2 separate regions of the Bos taurus genome follow, and region 2 is linked to region 1. Evidence: chromatin contacts called from public Hi-C data. All regions are on one chromosome and are shown on one strand. Each heading gives the region's core, a stretch centred on a gene start, on an enhancer-like site or on the middle of the called end of the contact. The rest is flanking DNA. Distances are from core to core; before and after follow the strand shown.

Region 1 (4,543 bases), core at 1,338-3,837:
CCCAGGCCTGCTCCTGATTTTTGTTTTAAAAGGAGGATTAGCAAGGCATTTGAGAGGTATTAACTATATTCTAGCTCCAGCAACTTCCTTCTTGAAAAAATGAAAAGGATTTTAACTAGAACTGCAAAGTGAATTTGTGTTGTTAATTCTACATCCGCATGGGGTTGCAGAAGAGTTGACATGACTTAGCAACTGAACAACAGCGACCGCGGCATGCTCTCTAAAATCATCTCACACCCTGGGAACAGCCAGTGAAAAGAACAGTTTTAAGGGTCAAACAGCGTAAAGCTCCAGTCTTGACTTTGTAACACTTAACTAGTTATTTTGCTTCTCTTATCCTCAGTTTCTACAACTCTAAAATGGGAGAAATAATGCCTGCCCCACAGATTAGGACTTCCTAGGTGGCCCTGGTGGTTAAGAACCCGCCTCCCAATACAGGAGACATAAGAGACATGGGTTTGATCCCTGGGTCAGGAAGACCCTCTGGAGGAGGATATGGCAATTCACTCCAGTTTTCTTGCCTGGAGAATCCCATGGACAGAGGAGCCTGGCGGGCTACAATCCATGGTGTCACAAAGAGTCAACTGAAGCAATTTAGAATGCACGCATGCACAGATTAGGTTGTGAAGATGAGAAAGAATGGATGAATATGGCCTGGTACAGTGTCCAGAACATAGGAGGTGCTCATTAAATGGCACTTTTAATTATCATACATACATAAGTATCTGCTGGGTTGCCCAGCACCCTGGCTACCAGGAACCTACCTAATTGGTGCTTCTCATTCAACTCAGGGCCGGTAGGGGTGGGGGGAGGGTGGTGAATTACTTACAGAAGTGTATCTTATCCCAAGCAGGGAAGGAAACAGCAAAGGTCACTGCTCCCGCCATCACATCACAACACACCATCCCGTGAACGTTCTCCCCACAAGCCCATGGACCTTCCCCCCACACTCCCAGAGCAATAAAAGTCCTCTATGCCATTTTCAAACATATGAGAAATATAGCCCCTCCTCTGAAAATGTGTCGAATCCCCAGTTCCCACGTCATAGTTTCAAGCCTTCTGACATGCGGTAGCTCAGGACCAAGGCTTGGAAACTCTCACCATCTGAGAGGCTGGCTCAGAAATCAGGCAGATGTACATTTATCAGCAGGTTCCATCTAGCTAAGTGGATTGCGGCAAGCCATTTTCTCTCTCTGAGCCTCAGTTTGCTCATCTGTATAATGGGGGAGTTGGAAGAAATCAGACCAAGAATGCATGTAAAGTATTTGGCTCAGAGCCTGACACACAGGAAACTCTCAGTAAATAACCTCAGATATTGTTGTCACAGCCTAGTCTCCACCTGGAGCTAAAACTGGGACTTTGCTCTTGAGAAGCTCAGACCACCTTTCACCCTATCCCCACTGGCTTTTCCTCCACTTCTCCTCCAAGAGCCCCCTTCCTGCCTCCTTACTCCCTAAGAGCCATTGCTTACAGTGAAAATGAAAGTGCTGGGGCCAGAGCAGCTTCCCCACAGCATCTCTCCCCTTGCTGCCGACCCCCTACTTCATGGGTCATTCCTGCCCTGCCTTCATGCCAGAAAGTACAGCCCTTGAAATTTAGGGGGAGACCAGAGGGGTGGGGATGACAGTGTCAGGTACTTGGGGGATTCCCAGCCTCCAGAATGAGGAACTACAAAAATACATTTAAACTAGAAGCGAGTCAAGTGTGGAACTCTGAAAATCCCGGAGATATGCTTGGTTGGGCATATCTGAGCCCTTCTGGGGTACCTGGAGAAACCCCTGCTGGTCTCCCAGCCCTTTCATGGTCCCATGAACTGTTCAGTTCCCCCGAGAGTCCCCTATGTCATCTTAAATTCAGGAGGCAGGGACACAGCCTTGGGTATTCCTCCTATGTTGGGGGTTGGGGAGGATCACCAGGATTTGGTTCTGGAGTGGGAACGTTAAAAGCTCCTTGCCTTCTCAGAGAAGCACCTGGGCCACTGCCCTCATCCCTTGCTCCCGCAAGATGTCCTGGAAGAAGGCCACCCCAGCTGGCAAGGAGGTGATAACCACTCACAGAGGCTGGCATCTATCCACATTGGGAAAGAGACAGGAAACCGGCTAGACCCGCCCCTTCCCTTGGCTGGCCTCCCTTCTCACTTCTGAAACCCCTCACCGTCTCTTTGGGGCCAGCCTTCGAGGCAGACCCAGACTCTACAGTTTTTTGACCAGATAAAGGCTTAAGGCTGCCGAAACCCCCAACCTCATCTGCGCTGCCTAGGCGTTTCCTGCGGCGACCCCACTAGGCGCCCTCTGTGGGCCACCTGGACCCCCACCCCTGCCCGGGAGGAGAGAGAAACAGTCCATCTCATTCAGCCATGACCCCGGGTACCCTACCCAGCTTCCCAAAATCAGCTCAGAAGGTTCCCTGCCCGAAGTATCGCTTCTCTTCCCATTCCCTACTCTCTAATCTCAAATTCCCGCCTCTGGTCGGAACGGAATTTCAACTTACGGCGGTCAGAAAGAAGCCCCAGAAGAGACACTGCAGTGGCAAACGAACCATGGCGAGGTGAGAACCCGGCGGCCGGAGGAGAGCGCGCCGGGACTTGGCCGCTTCCAGTTCCCCTGTCCTGGCCCGGGAGCCCGCCCAGGAAAGAAGCGGGGTCTTCGGGGACCAATCGCAGCCAGCCTCGCTAGCGGAGGGGCGGAGCTCCCGGAGACACACCTCCCTGGGATTTCCCCCAGGACATTCCCGGGGAGTCTAATTCCCCAAGGAGTTTAGGGACGCGCTTTGGGGAAGGAAGCGGGGAGAAGAGGGGAAAGCGTGGTTCCAAGGAGAGCTCTTCATGGGACCCCCCCACCCCCCCGCGCACCCTAGGACTACAAAGGCCGAGCAGGAGGGAGGCAGCCGCTTTCTGGGGATGGGGATGAGGAGTTGGGAGAGAGGCGAAGGGAGTGGAAAGAGATCCCTATGGGTGTTGAGAAGACTCCCCCACCCTGCCCCGTTCTTCCCCGCCGCCTCCGGCAATCCCGGCGGAACCGAAAGTGTCGAACGCCGCGGATGGAGAGGCCTAAGGAAGTTCCCAGAAAACGGGAAGGCCACGGCTGGGTAGTGGAAGGAGGGTTGGGGGAGGGGGGCCTTTCAAGGAAAAGAGTTTCCCAACGTACAGTTTCGCTCTCTTTCAAAGGAAATTCCCTCGCGTGGGCGCTGCGTCCCAGCGCGCCCCCTCCCCCATCCCATCCATCCATCCATGCGTGCAGTCCCCACCAGACTCTATTCCATTCCAGTTCCTTTCCGCTACGTGAAAACAGGCACTTAGACTAGACCAGTCTTTCGTGGGCTCGCAGGACCCCTTGAGAATCTTAGGAGACTGGAGACCCCCTAGTTCTGCAGAAGCACACGTCCTTGTAGCGATTATTTCCCCAGTTCAGACCCTCCAAGCCTTTCCTGAACCAGTATTAACACTCTGCTCTGCAGCAGGGAACACCTGGGTTCTGGCCTAGGCTCTGCTTCTGATGGGCTGGGTGTCCTTGAGCCTCGGTGTGCTTCAGTGAAACCTAAGGAGCTTGAACTAGAGGGTGTTTGGGGTGATGACTCTCCAAGCTCTGAGTTTCTGGGCAGGGTCAAAAGGCCAAACTGCACAGAGCAGAGAGGACGGGAGAGAGCTGCTAACCCCATTCTCCTGGCTTCTGCTGCAAAGGGCACATTTGCAGACCTGTAGATTCTACCTTCAGGATCCATTCCCTCTCTTCTATCCCCTCTGCCACAACTTTAATTCAGAGGCTCGGCATCTTTCACCTGGACTGTCACAACAGCCTCACTCATACAGTTAAGTATTTGTTGAGTCTCTGCTATGTTCCAGGTAATTCTGAGCCCTATCTCTCTCTCACTGTGCACATTGTTGCAATTCTGTTTGTAGGATCTGGTCTGATGGGGGCACTTCACTGCTTAAAAACCTTTTTGCGCTGCTCTGTACCCTTGGAGAAGACTCTTGAGAGTCCCTTGGACTGCAAGGAGATCCAACCAGTCCATTCTGAAGGAGATCAGCCCTGGGATTTCTTTGGAAGGAATGTTGCTGAAGCTGAAACTCCAGTACTTTGGCCACCTCATGCGAAGAGTTGACTTACTGGAAAAGACTCTGATGCTGGAAGGGATTGGGGGCAGGAGGAGAAGGGGACGACAGAGGATGAGATGGCTGGATGGCATCACTGACTCGATGGACGTGAGTCTGAGTGAACTCCGGGAGTTGGTGATGGACAGGGAGGCCTGGCGTGCTGCGATTCATGGGGTCAAAAAGAGTCGGACACGACTGAGCGACTGAACTGAACTGAGACCCTGTTGTTGTTGTTCAGTCACTGAGTCTTGTCCAACTCTCTGCAACCCCATGGACTGTAGCACACCAGGTTCCTCTGTCCTCCACTATCTTCCAGAGTTTGCTCAAATTCATGTCCATTAAGTCGGTGATACTATCTGATCATCTCATCCTCTGTCACCCCTTCTCCTTTGCCTCCTTTGTCTTTTCCAGCATCGGCTTTTCACATCAAGTGGCCAAAGTATTGGAGCT
Region 2 (4,412 bases), core at 1,517-4,016, 250 kb before region 1:
TTCATTGTGTCTGGGAGACGCTGGAGAGGTCCAGCTGGAGCCCTCAGCCACCTTCCCAGAGCCGCCGCCTCTTCAGCCACTCTGCCCCACCACACGCGGGACTGCACACACACTCACACACAGACCTGCCTGTTGGCTGAGGACGCTCACCGACTCTCCCGCCAGGACAAAGTGCTTTCTGCTCAGGCCTGCCAGTTACAGCAGGAAAGGCATCCTGTACACCCCTGAGGACATGACCTTCCTCTTCTCCCTGCCAGGGACACAGCCAGGAAACAGCTCGAGTACTTGTGCCTTACAAGGAAGACATGTTCTTCACCCTGTGTGTTGCCGGTGCTCAGCGCCCAGCCTGCCAGCTGGGGTTCCATACTGTCCTCCAAACCTCAGCCTTGGTAGCCCGGAGGCTTGAATGAGGGCCGTGATGAAACAGATACTTCATCTTGCTTCTGCGGAAGAAGTGGGTGAGGACAAGTGATTTCAAAAGGCACAGAACGTGTATACAGCCTTGACTGAATAAAGCCAAGAGCCTTGGTGTTATTGTAGGTGTTGGTGTAAGTGCTGAATGAACGAATGCCTGGTGATGCCAGCTGGCGGGGGCAGGGCAGCAGTGGTTTGCATAAAGAACTGCTTACACTCTGGCCTTGAGCCTTCTGTTCAGAGAGGCCAAGGAGCCCAGCTGAGTCACTTATAAGGACTCCTGTTTGCAGCCAGCCTGTGAGCCATCCAGGAGTGGCTGGAGAGGGAGAGCAAAAAGTTCCAAACAACCCCACTACGCACCCTAGCTGGTTCTGGTCTCCAAATGGTCCTCTCTCGGCATGGTCTTAACGCTTTTCCTGAATCCTGAAAAGTGGATAAGATTTCAACTCCTCAGTTGGCGTTTTGGGGCCTACTGCAACCTGCCTTTTGCCTACTTTTCTAACGCATAGTTTTTGTCAACTTCTTGTAAACAAGTGGGTCCCAAGCCAGATTCCAGCCTTCTCCTCGCCTGTTTCTCCTGCCTGGGATGTTCTCACTTACTCAACTTCCTGAAGTTGAGACCATGCTCATAAAATTTTCAGGCACTCAAAATGTCTCACCAATGTTTACTATTTGTTCCCTCCCAAGATGGACCACCTGACCTGCTTCTTGAGAAACCTATATGCAGATCAGGAAGCAACAGTTAGAACTGGACATGGAACAACAGACTGGTTCCAAATAGGAAAAGGAGTACGTCAAGGCTGTATATTGTCACCTTGCTTATTTAAAACATGCAGAATACATCATGAGAAACGCTGAGCTGGAAGAAGCACAAGCTGGAATCAAGGTTGCCGGGAGAAATATCAATAACCTCAGATATGCAGATGACACTACCCTTATGGCAGAAACTGAAGAGGAACTAAAAAGCCTCTTAATTAAAGTGAAAGAGGGGAGTGAAAAAGTTGGCTTAAAGCTCAACATTCAGAAAACGAAGATCATGGCATCTGGTGCCATCACTTCATGGGAAATAGATGGGGAAACAGTGGAAACAGTGTCAGACTTTATTTTGGGGGGCTCCAAAATCACTGTAGATGGTGATTGCAGCCATGAAATTAAAAGACATTTACTCCTTGGAAGGGAAGTTATGACCAACCTAGATAGCATATTCAAAAGCAGAGACATTACTTTGCCAACCAAGGTCCGTCTAGTCAAGGCTATGGTTTTTCCAGTGGTCATGTATGGATATGAGAGTTGGACTGTGAAGAAGGCTGAGCACCGAAGAATTGATGCTTTTGAACTGTGGTGTTGGAGAGGACTCTTGAGAGTCCCTTGGACTGCAAGGAGATCCAACCAGTCCATTCTGAAGTAGATCAGCCCTGGGATTTCTTTGGAAGGAGTGATGCTAAAGCTGAAACTCCAGTACTTTGGCCACCTCATGTGAAGAGTTGACTCATTGGAAAAGACTCTGAGGCTGGGAGGGATTGGGGGCAGGAGGAAAAGGAGACGACAGAGGATGAGATGGCTGGATGGCATCACTGACTCGATGGACGTGAGTCTGAGTGAACTCCAGGAGTTGGTGATGGACAGGGAGGCCTGGCATGCTGCAATTCATGGGGTTGCAAAGAGTCGGACACGACTGAGTGACTGAACTGAACTGAACTGAACGGATCTTCTAAGTCCTGAAACCTGATGCCTCCGACATCACTCCCTAGCTAGCTTTTTCCCATAGGAAAAAGCCCAGGAGAGATCCAAGTGTTTCCATGGTTGCCCAGCACTGGGTTGCAGCTGCTGCTAAGTCGCTTCAGTCGTGTCCGACTCTGTGCGACCCCATAGACAGCAGCCCACCAGCCTCCCCCGTCCCTGGGATTCTCCAGGCAAGAACACTGGAGTGGGTTGCCATTTCCTTCTCCAGTGCATGAAAGTGAAAAGTCAAAGTGAAGTCGCTCAGTCGTGTCCGACTCTAGCGACCCCATGGACTGCAGCCTACCAGGCTCCTCCGCCCATGGGATTTTCTAGGCAAAAGTACTGGAGTGGGGTGCCATTGCCTTCTCCGCACGCACCTTGGTTGACCAGGACCTCGGTTGATCACAGGAGACACAACCAAGGGGAATGCTCAGGCCGGGTCCCTGGGGAGCCAAGGCGCACAGCACGCGATTTCGCAGACCGCACGAGAGGACCGGCCCCCGATACCGCCCAGCCCCGCCCAACACGACCCCGCCCCCGACACGCTCCGCCCCTAGCCCCGGCCCCACCCCCAGCGGCTTCCGGCAGAAGCGCCCCCTAGCGGCGGCGGTGGGCCTCGCATTTCCGGCAGGAGGATCCGGGCCTGCAGCGCCGTCAGGGCGAGGTGAGTGGGCGCGCGGCGGGCCTTCCGCGCGCTCCCGGGGTTGGAGGGGGACCCGGGCGGGGCTGCAAGCGGGGTCCAGGCTCGGCGCCGCGCGCCGCTGCCGCGGGGCCCATCGGGGTCCTGCTCTTCCCGGGCCTCGGTATCGCGATCGTGGAGGGGCCTGGGCCTCCGCGCTCTTTCCCCGCGCCGGGACCCAGGCGGGCATCGCGCTGACCCGGCCCAGCACTTGGAGAGGCCGCATCCCGCCGTGGGGTGGGAGTCATGGGTGGGTGGTAAACACGTGGACAAACAAGGAAACGTCAGGTAGTGGGAGGTGCCACCAGGATTAGAGGCCCCGCTCCCCACACCCCTACCCCGCCCCAGGCCCCGAGATGTTCAGCCAAGCAAAGATCCGCGGCCGCGAATACAAAGAAGGACACGGACCTGATGTGTTGGACAAATGGCCAGGGGCCAGCGTGGCGGGTGCGGGGTGGGGAGGAGAAGATGAGGTTGCAGAAGCTGGCAGAGGCCGGAGGCTGGGAGGCCTTCCCCTCGGGTCTGCTGAGGAGTTGGGATTAACCCTATGAGGGCCTGGTCTGCTTTCTGTGCTCAGGCCACCTCTGCGGCTGGATGGCTGCCTCCAGGCTGTAGGAGGAATTGGAAGCAGGAACACCAGTGAGGGGCCTCGTTAACTTTCGAAAAGGTGCTCCCTGTGGGCTGGGATCCTCACGGGGACTTCCCGAAGGTGGCGGGCCTGGGCTGGCTCCTTGAAAGAAGGGCAGGATTTGAATAGTGGAGGGAGCGCGTACATGGCAGTGTTGGAGCCGGAACCACTCCAGAAGCCAGAAGATGTAAGAAGACAATTCCCAGCAGGGTGCTGACCGTCCTCATGTGGGAGCCCAGGGCAAACCATGGAGAGGGAGTGCCAAGAGATAGCTCGCCTAGTACCAGCAGCCCCCCCGCCCCCGCCCCACGTTAACAGTTGGCAACATCTGGAGACATTATTGGTCGTCCCAACTTGCGGGAAAGGGATGCTCCAGGCCTCTTGTGCATAACGACCAGGGATGCAGCTAAACATCCTCCCGTGCACAGACAGGGTTTCTCCCAGCCAAGGATTATCTAGCCCCAAATAGCACTAACGCCACAGTTGGGCAGCCTTGGTACAGAGGAAGGAGCGTGGGCCTGGAGTTCTGTCAGAGGTGGGTTTGGTGCCCACATGCTCCACTCTGGCCACGTGAAGGAGTCTGACGCGGGGAGCACAGGTTTCCAGAATTTCCCGAAGAGAACCACAGCCTCTGATGTCCTTCGGGCCTTGCACCAGTTCCCACAAGGGGCAGGGGACACAGTAAGCCAGGCTCCAGAGTACAGAACTGAGTGCTTTCCTTTTGGAAAGGACTGGGGGTGGGGGAGGTAAGATATGTCAGATCGGAAGGCTTCCAGAAGGAGGTGGCATTTCAGCAGAGAGGAGCGTGGGGAAGGAGAGACACACAGATGGGGCTGCAGGTGGGTCACACTTGACCCGGGTCCACCTGGTCTTCCCCCTCCCCAACCTGCCAGCTCTGGACGCTCATTAGACTTGGCTGGATTGATAAGGCGGCAGGGCTTGGTTTCATTGGTTTTCTTTGGCTGAGAC

What was found. A called contact is a pair of places that touch in the nucleus more often than the background predicts.
Region 2: a contact with region 1 is called in a Hi-C map of skeletal muscle, with 3 times the contacts expected there. The contact joins the promoter of SLC35C2 here to the promoter of CD40 in region 1. A contact is called at or near these places in 2 of 11 Hi-C or Micro-C datasets (blastocyst and skeletal muscle).

What each region holds. Positions count from the first base shown.
Region 1 is chr13:74,840,462-74,845,004 of ARS-UCD2.0, reverse strand. It overlaps CD40 (CD40 molecule), which reads right to left and starts at 2,587. Exons shown (of 9, transcript NM_001105611.2): 1 at 2,491-2,587. The coding sequence starts at 2,541.
Region 2 is chr13:75,087,472-75,091,883 of ARS-UCD2.0, reverse strand. It overlaps SLC35C2 (solute carrier family 35 member C2), which reads left to right and starts at 2,766. Exons shown (of 9, transcript NM_001046174.1): 1 at 2,766-2,800.